2 separate regions of the Danio rerio genome follow, and region 2 is linked to region 1. The links are chromatin contacts, called in public Micro-C maps. All regions are on one chromosome and are shown on one strand. Each heading gives the region's core, a stretch centred on a gene start, on an enhancer-like site or on the middle of the called end of the contact. The rest is flanking DNA. Distances are from core to core; before and after follow the strand shown. Region 1 overlaps dlgap4b (discs, large (Drosophila) homolog-associated protein 4b). Region 2 overlaps dlgap4b (discs, large (Drosophila) homolog-associated protein 4b).

Region 1 (6,121 bases), core at 951-3,450:
TTGGCAAATTGATGCTTTCAGATGATGATGATGATGATGGAGGTGTGTGTGTGTTTCTGTTTTCGGGGTCATTTACCCAACCTGTAATCAGGATCTGTGTAAAAAGTGCTTTCTGTTCAGCAAAACCCTGCTTGTTCACGTCCAACATGATGAAGCAAAGCGTCCTTCAGCATTTCAGACACACTGAGTCAGACACTTTATTATATAACGATTTGAATAACTTGAAGATAACGTGAGTGTAAACACATCTAGGGTTACTGCAATGTGTTTAGGGTCCGAGTGATCCTCATCCCGAGCATGTTGATATACGGGCGTCACTGTGGCGCAGTGGGTAGCACGATCATCTCACAGCAAGAAGGTCGCTGGTTCAAGCCCCAACTGGGTCAGTTGGCGTTTCTGTGTGGAGTTTGCATGTTCTCCCCTTGTTGGTGTTGGTGTCCTCCGGGTGCTCTGGTTTCCCACATAGTCCAAATACATGCACTATAGGGGAATTGGGTAAGCAAAATTGGCCGTAGTGTATGTGTGTGAATGAGAGTGTGGGGATGTTTCCCAAAGATGGGTTGCAGCTGGAAGGGCATCCGCTGCGTAAAACATATGCTGGAAAAGTTGGCGGTTCTTTCCGCTGTGGCGATTAATTAAGGGACTAAGCCGAAAAGAAAATGAATGAATGAATGACATAGTAACATTTACTTAACCCTGTTAGGCCTGACACATGTAAAAAAAAATAGGCAGAGAATGAAAATTTTGTAATTACTTGATTTGCAACAATTAGAAAATATTTAAATATTACAAGTAAATGAATATTAATGAATATTAATGAATAATTGAACATTAATATTTTTCTCTTTCCACTCCTTTCATTTATTAAATCAAGTAAATAATAAATATTTGACTTATGAAATTGTAGTTATCGTTAAAAATTAATATTAAAATTTAGAAATTTCTGTTGATTTATTAAACTTTACCACACCAAAACATGTTTAATACATTACGTATTAGTAAATAAATATTAATATTGAACTCTTTACACTCATTTCCTTTTATTATATCAAGTGAATGTGTAAATATTAAATATTTAACTTCGGAAATTGTTATCCTTGACCTTTAATATTCATTCATTCATTAATTTTCTTTTCGGCTTAGTCCCTCTATCAATCTGGGGTCGCCACAGCGGAATGAACCACCAACTTATCCAGCACGTTTTACGCAGCGGATGTCCTTCCAGCTGCAACCCATCTCTGTGTATGATCTTTAATATTATAATTTAAAAATAATGACAGTAAATTCATTACATTTTCATTCATTCATTCATTCATTTTCTTGCCCTTCCAGTACTGGGAAACACCCAAACACTCTCATTTTACACACATACACTACGGCTAATATAGTTCATCAGTTGCCCTATTGCACACGTGTTTGGACTGTGAGGCAAACCGGAGCACCCATAGGAAACCCACGCCAACATGGAGGGAACATGCAAACTCCACACAGAAACACCAACTGGCCCAGACGGGACTGGAACCAGCGACCTTCTTGCTTAGAAGCGATTGAGCTAGCCACTGCGCCACCGTGCTGCTGCTTGGAATTTAAGATTACAATTTAAAAATGATGATCGAAAGTTTATTAGATTTTACCAGAGCAAAAAAAAATTTTAAAAATGTACATATTAAATAGTTAAAATGTCCACATTTAATCGTTAAAAAGTGAATGAACATTAATATTTAACTCTTTCCACTTGTTTAAATTATTGCATCAAGTAAATGTGTAGATATTCAATATTTCACTTAGAAAATTTAGGAAACACTTTGGACTGTTAATATTACGATTTAGAAATTATGATAGTAAGTTAATTCGATTTTACCACATCAAACAAATGTTAAAAAAATGCACATATTACAAGTCAATGAATAATAATATTAGCTTTTTCCACTCGTTTTATTTATTACATTGAGTAAATGTGTAAATATTTCACTTTGGAAATGCTGGTTATCCTTGAATATTCAAATGTAAAAGCGATGGCAGCAAGTTTATTAGATTTTACCCCACCAAAAAGTCATGTTTCAGTGTAGGTGAACTGTTCCTTTATTACATGTGTGACTCTTGGCTTCATTAATTCTTTGTGTTTGACTTTAGTGATCCAGCTGAATGTGTAGCCTGTTGGCACCCCCTGCTGTCAGAATGAGTGATCCGCATGTTTTCAGTATAACGAGTGTGTGTGCGCTGTGCGTGTCTTAGAGCCCACCTGTGCTAAACACACTCCGCAGCAGATGGTGAAGCTCAACCAACAAGTCTGGTAAATCTGGCCTGTACACTGGAGTTAAACATTCACACTAAGTGTGTGTGTGTAGATGCTGCTTTACTGTAATTCTCCAGTGAACAGCGGTGTGTGTGTCTGTGTTTGACAGCCGCATCACGCTCACTCAGAGTTTATTACACTGGAGCAGATGGAGAAACACATGATCACGAAAGCACAGGTCATCGTTCAGCTCACTTCACAAGAAAAGAAACAGGAGATGAGATTTAGTGTTTGAACAGTGTGTTTATTATCTTCATGCACACTTTTTTCTTCTCATGGCAATAATCTATAATGCATTCAATACATCGTTGAATGAGTTCTTCATATTGCAGTTTTTACTTTTCACTTTTGACTATTTGGTCAAACTTTCACCCGACTACTTACTAAACTCACCGGCCACTTTATTAGGTACACCTGAATAGTCCCGGGTTGGACCCCCTTTTGCCTTCAGAACTGCCTTAATCCTTCATGGCAGAGATTCAACAAGGTACTGGAAATATTCCTCAGAGATTTTGCTCCATATTGACCTGATAGCATCACTGCAGATTTGTCGGCTGCACATCCATGATGCCAATCTCCTGTTCCACCACTATTGGATTGCTCTATTGGATTGAGATCTGGTGACTGTGGAGGCCATTTGAGTACAGTGAGCTCATTGTCATGTTTAAGAAACCAGTCTGAGATGATTTACGCTTTATGACATGGTGCTTTAGGCTGTGTAGGGTGTGGCGTTGACAGGTGCGTCTCGGGCCCCCTGACCAGGGTTTTTTTGGAGGTGGGGGGGGGGGGGTAGTGGTGAGTGGTCACGGATGAAAGTGAAGAGCGGGCGGGGTAGGTGATTGAGGACAAAAATGAAGTGCAGCAGTGTGGGGTAGGGGGTAATATTGAAAGTGAAGAGCAGGGTGGGGGCGGTTGGGGGATGATCGCTGATGAAAGTAAAGACCGGGATGGGTTGGGGATGGAGGGATGGTGGGTGGTTGGGGGTTGGTTGGGGGATGTATCGCGGAAGAAAGTGAAGACCAGGGGTGGGGGGGGGTGCTGGGGGTGTATCGCAAATGAAAGTGAAGACCGGGGGTGGGGGTGGTGAGTGGGGGGTTATGGGTGTATCGTGGATGAAAGCGAAGAGCATAGGGTTTGGGGGGGTTGGATTCACTGATAAGAGTGAAGAGTAGTGGTGTGGGGGTGACCGAGGATGAAAGTGAGGGGGGATGGGGGAGTCGCGGGCGCTTTATTTTGTCTCTGGGGGCCCCCTAAATGTATGTTGCCGCCTTGTGATTGGCTGATTAGAAATGTACAGTTGCAGATGGACTGATGTACCTAAAAAAGTGGCCAGTGAGTGTGTACGTTCAGAGAAGTGTATTAAGTGTTTGAAGCTGCTTGATCTTATTATATCTAGAAACACACACACACACACACACATATATATATATATATTTTTTTTAACCTTTATTTTACCAGGAAAACCTCTTGGGATGTCTCTTTTTATACAAGTAATATATAGGTAAATACTTTAGAGTATATCTGATTTGACGTCTCATCTGTGATTAATCTGTGCAACAAGATTTTAGTTGACCTTTTTTTGCAGTTTAATCTTGTGTATTTCGCAGTAGCAGCTCGTGTTTTGATGCTGAGCTGATTTTTGCTGTTGTCTTTTGAGATTTAATGAGTTTTTCTTGAATGCTCGGTCACCTGTGTCGATCTGCAGGCTCCTGTGGTTGTTTTTGTCTCCTCAGAGCTGAAGTAATGGCAGTGTCTGCGCGTCTCCTCTTCTGTGGTGGTGTTGTTGTTTGCGTGTCCTGCTGATGTGCAGATCTGCTTCAGCCGTCTCGTTTCTCCACTTTTCTCTCTGTTTGTCTGTCTCTCGCTGCTCTTTCGCTCTCCTGAAGGGAGAATTTGCAGGAGTTTTGAGCAGGTGATGCCGGTCTATGCATCAAGCACTTCAATCCGATTTACCAACATGAAGCCCCCATCTGTGAGCTCAGGCCTGGCGTGCACTGCAAACAAATGCTTTTCTTACTTTGATTTAGTTGAAGGAAGATCCTGACAATGCTGTAGATGTGGTTTGTGTTCATCTGTCTGTGTGTAATGTGTGTGTGTGTGTGTGTGTGTAGATGTGTGTTTCGCTCGATATATGTCAGGTAGGAAACCGGCAATGCACCATGCATGTTTGACTCACTGATTATTGGTTCCCTCGCGTGAAGAAAGAGCATTGTGGGACTTTCCATGAATTCTGTGTGGGGATTTTAACAGTACAGTAATTTGCTGAACAAGAATTTGTTAAACAAAAGAAGATGTTTTAAAGAATGTTGACAGTCAATAACAGTTAAAAAAGGGGAGGGGCTACTCTTAGTCCCACCCTCTCTTCATGTTTCAGTTGAGATTACATCAAACATTTAAAAAAAATGTAAAAATTAAACATTTTAAAGTACTTCCCGGGACCTTTAAAGGCACAAAAGAGAAATAAGGGCCTACTTACACTATGCCATCCGTACCGTGCCCAGGCCCGTTTCCCAGATCGTTTGAGAAGTGTGAGTGCGCTGAATCGGGCTCAAGCACGGTTCACTTGGCCGGCCCTGGCCCGGTTGGAAGAGGTGTGCCTGAGCCCGGTTCACTTGGGCTTTGGCGCGGTACGCTTGTGTGTGAGTACAAAACGCGCCAAAGCCCGAAACTGAAAGCGAGACGTGACTTTTAAGGCATTGTTTCATATGGATTTATTAATAATTCTTACTGTTCAGTCAACGCAAACTGCCGTAGTTTATTAAAGACGCAAACCCTTCACTGCATGACAGCTGCGCGCCTTCAGCAGACCTCCTCATTCCTGCAGCACGAGGGCTTTATGATTGTTTATGAGCGCCAAAAGTGGCGGATCTGTTCGGCGAAATATCTGACTGCGTGCCCCCGCATCTCTAAGGACTGTTTGGCGAAATATTTGACGTCATATCAAACGACTGAAACGATATAACTAGAGAAATCTCCACTGTGCTGCTGGGTGAGAGAGCGCTTCTCACAGAACAGCGCAGCAGCGATGATGTAAGCGTGCCGAAGCCCGTTTGTGGTGTGAGCGCGGGCCATCGGGGGAGATGGGAGGGGGGACAAGCGTGCTTTGGCCCGGTTCGAGGCAACTGTACCTAGTGTGAGTACGGCCTAAGTGTTGAGGATGTGTTTGTTTGCTTGTTTAGGGGTCATTTTTGAGCCATAGGTTAACCATTTGTCCATTACTATATCCACTTTTCTGTTGTTTGTCTGCAGGGTTTCTGTTTCTCCCCGGCGGGCTCATGCTCCAGGTTTAGGGTGGGGGGGCGTTCCCCCATTCTGCCATGAAAGCCTTCACCCCCCAGCGCACCCGTCACCTGTCCGACTGCGAGCCGCCTCGCTCTCCCGCTCACCTGGGCTCTGTGTACCCGCCATCCCACACGCCATACCTCTTACCGTCAGCAATGGATCATTACGGAGCGCTTGACCCTCACCATTTCTCCCCGGCCCCGGGACCCGGAGGCCTGCCGCCCGACTGCTTGATGCCCCTCAACAACCAGCTGTCCTCTAGCAGCACCTTCCCCAGGATCCACTACAACTCACACTTTGACCAGGGTGAGTTCGGGCCCTCGGGAGCCGACAGCATCGGAGGAATCAGCACTGGCACCATGGGCACCTCTATGTCCATGGGAATGGGTCTCGGAGTGGGACGGACCGCCATGATCACCAGCGGATCCGCAACTATATCTGGTTAAGTATTTCATGCTGAATAATGTTCAATTGAATTGAATTCAAGTATACTTGCATACCTCTTTTTTACAATAGCAATATTTAAAACTGAACAATATTACA
Region 2 (6,121 bases), core at 1,586-4,085, 200 kb before region 1:
TCAGTCGTATGAAAATGTACAATTTTAAAAAGGAGGCGTGGCACCCAACCCCACCCCTAACCCCAACCGTCAGTGGGTGATGAGCAAATCGTACAGAATTGTACAAATAAGATCATGCTAATTCACACGAATTAGCCACTAAATGAAAAATTTACGAATTGCAGTGAGATTGTGTTGGTTTTTAGGTACAGAAATTAAATAATCACAATGCAAAGAATTTTTTTTTTTATTTGCTTTGTCTTATTATCTAGTCCAAATATCTAAAAGTATTGTAAGTAAGAAAATTGTTTGTGTTAAATCTCTAAAGAAATAAGGGAAAATTAAGAGTTTTTCCTTAAAAAAGCTAAATGGGGGATGTTAAATAATTTTATAAATAAGCTTTCGCTTTGAAATGTAGATATTTGGACTAGAAACAAAGACCGTTTTTTTGCTGCATAAATCATATAAATTCAGTATAAATGCATAAATAATTCAATTTGTGTGTGTTGAGCATCAGTTAAGACAATGTCAGCACCTGTCATTTGGTCTGTCACTTGCGAACAAAATGGTGATGGTTGGCCACGCCTACTTGTAGCTTCTTTTGCGTTCTTCAGAAACCTATGGGTGACGTCACGGGTACTACATCCATATCTTTTACGGTCTATGTTTCATAAAGTGCTCAGGCTAGGCTTAATCCAAAACGTAAGATCAATTACCTTTTGTCTAACTGTTGGTCAAGGCCAAATGTTACTATTCTATTCTATTCTATTCTATTCTATTCTATTCTATTCTATTCTATAGGTAAATTATATTCTATATATTTTAAGTGCGGTGAGATGGTGGCATGGTTGCTGGTTCGAGTCCTGGCTGGCTCAGTTGGTGTTTCTGTGTGGAGTTTGCATGTTCTCCCCGTGTTGGCGTGGGTTTCCTCCAGGTGCTCCAGTTTCCCCCACAGTCCAAACACATGTAGTAGGTGAATTGAATAAACATAATTGGCCATTGTGTGTAGTGTGTTGTGTGAGAATATGAGAGTGTATGGGTGTTTCCCAGGACTGTGTTTGCATCTGCTGCATAAAACATATGCTGGATAAGTCGGCGATTCATTCCGCTGTGGTGATTACTGATAAATAAGAGACTAAGCTGAACGAAAAGGAATATAAAAGTGTATAATGTGTCATTTGTGATGCAACTCAAGTCTTTGTTTAGCTATCAACCAAAGTTGTAGCCTTGAACTTAAACCACTAAAGCACAACTCAAAACTGATTAGGAGGCATACAGTACCTGGGAGGCAGATGATGCCTAGCTGAAGAAGGCTCTTGATCGTGGGGTCCTGGGAAATATAAATGCCCTGAATTTCAGTCACAGACTGGCCAGTCGTTGGCTGATCGGAGTGCTGGAGCTTCTGGAGCTCCACTCCATTTACAACTGGAGCTCCAGCTTTTCCAGATAAGGAGACTTCTTAGAAGGAGAGACAAATTACAGTTTAAGCATAACAGGACAAAACATGGTGATAAAAACCCACAGAAATTCAACGTTTTATTTCCCGAGATGGGTTGCGGATGGAAGGGCATCCGCTGCTTAAAAACTTGATGGATAAGTTGGGGGTTCATTCCGCTGTGGCGACCCCGGATAAATAAAGGGACTAAGCCGACAAGAAAATGAATTAATTAATTAAAATCAACATTTTAGTCTTTTTATGAACGTATTGCATGAGTGAAAATATGTGATCCTGAGCCACAAAATTGAAGTTGAGATTTATACATCGGTCAAAAAGCATAATAAATAAATAAATAAATAAATAATTAATTCTGCATTCCATTAATGCATGGTTTGGTAGGAAAGAACAATATTTGGCTAAAATACAACCATTTTAAAATCTAGAATTTGAGAGTCTAAAAATCTAGGAAATCGATATCATTCTTCATTGAACATAACCTTTACATAAAGTTTTAATGATGTTTGGCATGAAAGAAAAATCTTTTACCCCGAGGCCCGGATTGGCTAATCGGGAGGACTGGGAGAATTCCTGGTGGGCCGGTCCCTTTTTTTTCTGCGAGGGCCGGTGTCCCTAGCACCAGAATCTGTCGTTCTCAGCAGTCACACTTTTTAAAAATAATTTATTTATTTACTTGACCACAGCCTTCTTATTCATTATTTTACCGCAGCTCTGTTCTTTTTATCTATTTTCTCGTAGCCTCATGAGCAAGATGCAGCCTGCAGGTTAATGATGTTATAAGTAAACATTCATTATACAGTTGTTGCGATACAGTGGTTAGCATGTTAGGTTATGACGCCGCCAACCAGAGTTCGATCCTCGTCTGAGTAACATTTTTTTTTTTTCATTTTTATTGTTAAGACATATAATACTTTAAGGGTTGTTGAACATTTGAAGTTCTAAAACAGCTGTTTTCTTAAAAAAAGACGTGATAGTATAATTAGAAACTGAATTGAAAATGACCTTATTTTAATATAGTCAGTGGTGAACTGAGGTGGGCCGGTCTAAGACTTGAAACTCCAGGGCTGAAAAAGAGTCCCACTCCAGCCCTGTTTACCCCTAAATATATCTGATATACCCATGCAGCAGGGTTTTGTAGTCCAGCATCACATATATGTTGCAGCTAGATGGAGCTGTTGCCCTCCCCTTTAGAACATATTTAAGAAAATGACTTGTCCCATTTACAAAGACATCTAACAGCTTCCCCTATAAACGGGGAAGGATGTAGCTATGTCTGTTCCCTGCTTTGGCTCTTGGTCTTCATGAATGCTTTCATTCAGTTCTGCTGAAGAAAGACATCAGATGAAGGACTGCAGAGAAATCCCCTTGAGGAATGCCGTGCACACTCCTGACCTTTGGCCAGTGTCACATTGCACTCTTTTAAGATGACCTTTCAGAAGGGGATATTTTCTCCGCAGCAGAGGACTAGGGTCAAGGTCATCTGTAAATCACTTAATATGTGTCATGGAAGCGGCAACTAGATGTGGCCACATAGTAGTAGTTTGCACAACTGTACATATCAGTCACGTCTGGACATGCTTTTCATTTAAGGATAAAGAATCTAAAAAACAGCATGTTGGCCAGACGCCATGTTGCTTCAGGTGGTCTTTTGACAACAAAGTAAGATGTGGGGTGAAAATCTGTATGCAATTAGCTGACACGCAGCAGCAAGTAACCTCAGAGAGAATTGTTAGAATAGTTCTACTTATTTGACTCTGTAAGCAATCACAAGCACGGTCTCCTTTTACACGCAGAGGTCTAACCCAACTTACCCTTCCTTGCTTCTTGTGGTCTGTTTAATTTTGGGGATACCAAGTCAGCTGTGTGTTTAATTCCGTGGATAGCAGGCAACATGGGAATGATCTCTGGATAGACATCACTGTGGCTTCGGTTGGTCGGCTTGTTTGACTGCAGACACTGTCTGGCTGTTTCCGAGACTGATAAAGATGAGCGGGATTTAGACCTGCTTTTACCTTTGATCACCTGTACAGGTGAACCCGGGCCTCTTCCGCAATGCCTGTCATCACAGAAGACATTGCAATCCAAAAGGCTGTTCTCATTTCTGAATGGATTCTGGCTGATCTGGGGCTGAGGTGTTTGTTCGGTGATATGTGTTGGCTGATTTTGTGAGTGCTGAATAGGAGAGAAACCTTGTAAACATAGATTAGCATCATGTCTGTGACCACCGTGGTCAGGTAAAGCCCTGAGTCCCATTTTGGGTAAGTGTTGGGTTTTGGCATGCTTCTGGCCACTAATCCGCATGTGAAATGAATCTTGTCTAATGGCGTTGTTCAGACAGGGATGTCTTTTATCTGGTAAGGCCTTAGTTCCCAGTACAGTCTGAGGGAGATCCGGTTGCCCTGTGAGGAATGACTTGTGATGCTGTCTTGCTTGGACCATGCTTGTGATAAGTTGGGTCATATGTTGGTCAGGAGAGTCTGCGTTTTCCCTTGACTTACGGTCATGGGGCACGTTTTGACTTGGCTGTGTCGAGTTCTTTGGGCTTTGCTTTTGTTGGGCTGAGTTCTCAAAGGATTGCATCGGGTTTCTGTCTGCTTGGTTTGGTGTCTGGCCAAACATACAACTCGAAGGTTGAAGTCTGAGGCCAACTCCGTATCCCTCACAGCTTGGCTCAGCCTTCCCTGCATCCGTCCTTGTTTCATCTAGACAAGGCAGCATACTTGCTCTCTCAAAATTCACAGGGTTTCTGAGAGCTGCCATGTAGGACTGCCGATACCTGCATTTGGAATCTGGATCGTGTTGCATGATCTCAGATGGCTGTTTGTTTGGATTACAGTCCACGCCACATATGCTAACATTGCTCTTTGAGGAAGGTTGAGCTGTCCTGACTAGCTTGAAGCCTAATGGCTTCATGGGCATTGCTATTTTGTTTGGCACCAAAGTCTCTTTCTCCTTGTTGAACTCCAGCAGATCCACATATTCTCCTTCCAATTCCTGTGTTTGCCTGCTGTCCCAGGTATTAGGTGAGACCCAGCCAACAGGTTTTCCAGCAAAACTACTAATTGTATGTGCTTGATTAACCTTCACCAGTCTGCTACCACTCTCAACCAGCTGAACAGAAAGCGCCAAGCCGTCTATTGCAGGAACAATCCTAGTTTCCATCTCCAGAGGTAGGAAATCTACAACTACCTTAGACTCGATATCTGAAATCTCAGTATTAAGATCTCTTACGCGGATTGTTGCGGTTGAACATGGCTTTGAATCAGGCCAGACGTTCGATTTTGGCCTGTCAAGGAATTCTGGGTTGGCAACTTCGGTCCAAGGTACCTTCACAACCCCCTTGTCAGAGGACAGTACACATCTAGAAAGACGATTTCCTTGACGCCCCTCATTTATTTCCCTTAGCCAGGACTCTGTGAATATGCATGGATAAGAGGTCTCGAGGATTGGTGTCTCTTCAATTGTAGGACACTCCAGCACCCTGGAACCTGCTTGCAAGATCAGATTCTCCTGCCCCAGGAGGTCTTCCTGCACAAGAAGACTTTTGAGGACAATTCTGGCCGACTGTTCTCCGAAAGGTTCCACCTGCAAGTAGAAATCTCCAGGTCTGAGTAGCAAAGGATTGATGGCGGCAAGTTGGATCACCACACGGTCACTCAAACACAATGGCCAACCCTCACACTGGAACAGGACATCGGAATATGCAGCCTAGAGAACAAGAAAGACAGAGCTAGTTTGTTGATTCGCAGATAATTTCAGATTGACACATGTTATGACCACCAGATATTTAATAGTTTGGGTCTTGATGCCTTTTATTGGCTTGCACGCAAGCATTCTTGAATCCCCTTCAGAAGAAGCTGCCCTGCAAGGCCTTTGTTCTTTCTGAAGATAAAACAAAGCAATCTTGTGCTGAGTGGACAAGGATAAGTAGCATGTGGGATCTGTGCCATAAAAGTCCACATGGACGAAATGCCTGCACAGGAAACTGCTTTCATCTGGCCTCGAATACTAACATATTTTATCCTTTAAAGGCTTAGTTCACCCAAACATGAAAATGCATAACTGCCTCGCTCTTTTATCATTCACAGTGTTCTTGTACATGTGCATTTTGTATACAGTCCATGACCTGTCTGTCCTGGTGTCCCCCAAAAAACACCACACTGTAAAACCCAACAGTCAGCTTTATCAAATGAAACGAGTGTAGTTAACTCAAAATTGACTGTAGGTTAAATCTACTCATTTGAAAAGAGTTTTGAACTCAGTGTTAAAGGTAATGAGTTAATTAAATACCTGATTACTTTAACCTAAATGGAGTAAGTTCACAATACTCAAATTGTCTGTTGCCAACGGTTTCCTCAAACGGTTTGAGTTGCCTTAACTTATTGGGTTTTACAGCACTCCGTTGGTTTGAGTTCTCTTCATTCACTGAGTTTTACTGTGCTCAAATTGCTTCGATTACTCAAATGGAGTAACTTCCCAGTACTCATAGGATTAGTTTTTAAACTTAAATGGTTTGTTGCAATCAATTGCTCAAATGGTTTGAGTTAACTTCTTGGGTTTTACAGTACATAAAATAGTCCAAGCAACCACATATTTCAACCCTCATAAACATTTCTCAAAGTCGAAGTGTGCAACTTGTTTGTCTGACCGAGCAATTGTGAAATGACCTACTTCACTTAACAGACA

What was found. A called contact is a pair of places that touch in the nucleus more often than the background predicts.
Region 2: a Micro-C map of caudal fin shows a contact between it and region 1, with 4 times the contacts expected there. The contact joins two enhancer-like sites. A contact is called at or near these places in 2 of 18 Hi-C or Micro-C datasets (caudal fin and an unstated tissue).

What each region holds. Positions count from the first base shown.
Region 1 is chr6:2,449,925-2,456,045 of GRCz12tu, reverse strand. It overlaps dlgap4b (discs, large (Drosophila) homolog-associated protein 4b), which reads left to right. Exons shown (of 15, transcript XM_073953506.1): 5 at 5,546-6,019. The coding sequence starts at 5,614. Among named protein-coding and RNA genes, the nearest start is that of tgif2, 59 kb to the right of the region's middle. Within about 2 kb of position 2,200, at least 9 of the 62 cell types and tissues checked have an H3K27ac peak or open chromatin away from gene starts, as enhancers often do.
Region 2 is chr6:2,649,610-2,655,730 of GRCz12tu, reverse strand. The region is part of intron 1 of dlgap4b (discs, large (Drosophila) homolog-associated protein 4b); the gene reads left to right. It overlaps quob (quattro b), which reads right to left. Exons shown (of 23, transcript NM_001004109.2): 3 at 3,247-5,143; 4 at 1,261-1,434. Among named protein-coding and RNA genes, the nearest start is that of dlgap4b, 5.1 kb to the left of the region's middle. Within about 2 kb of position 2,835, at least 11 of the 62 cell types and tissues checked have an H3K27ac peak or open chromatin away from gene starts, as enhancers often do.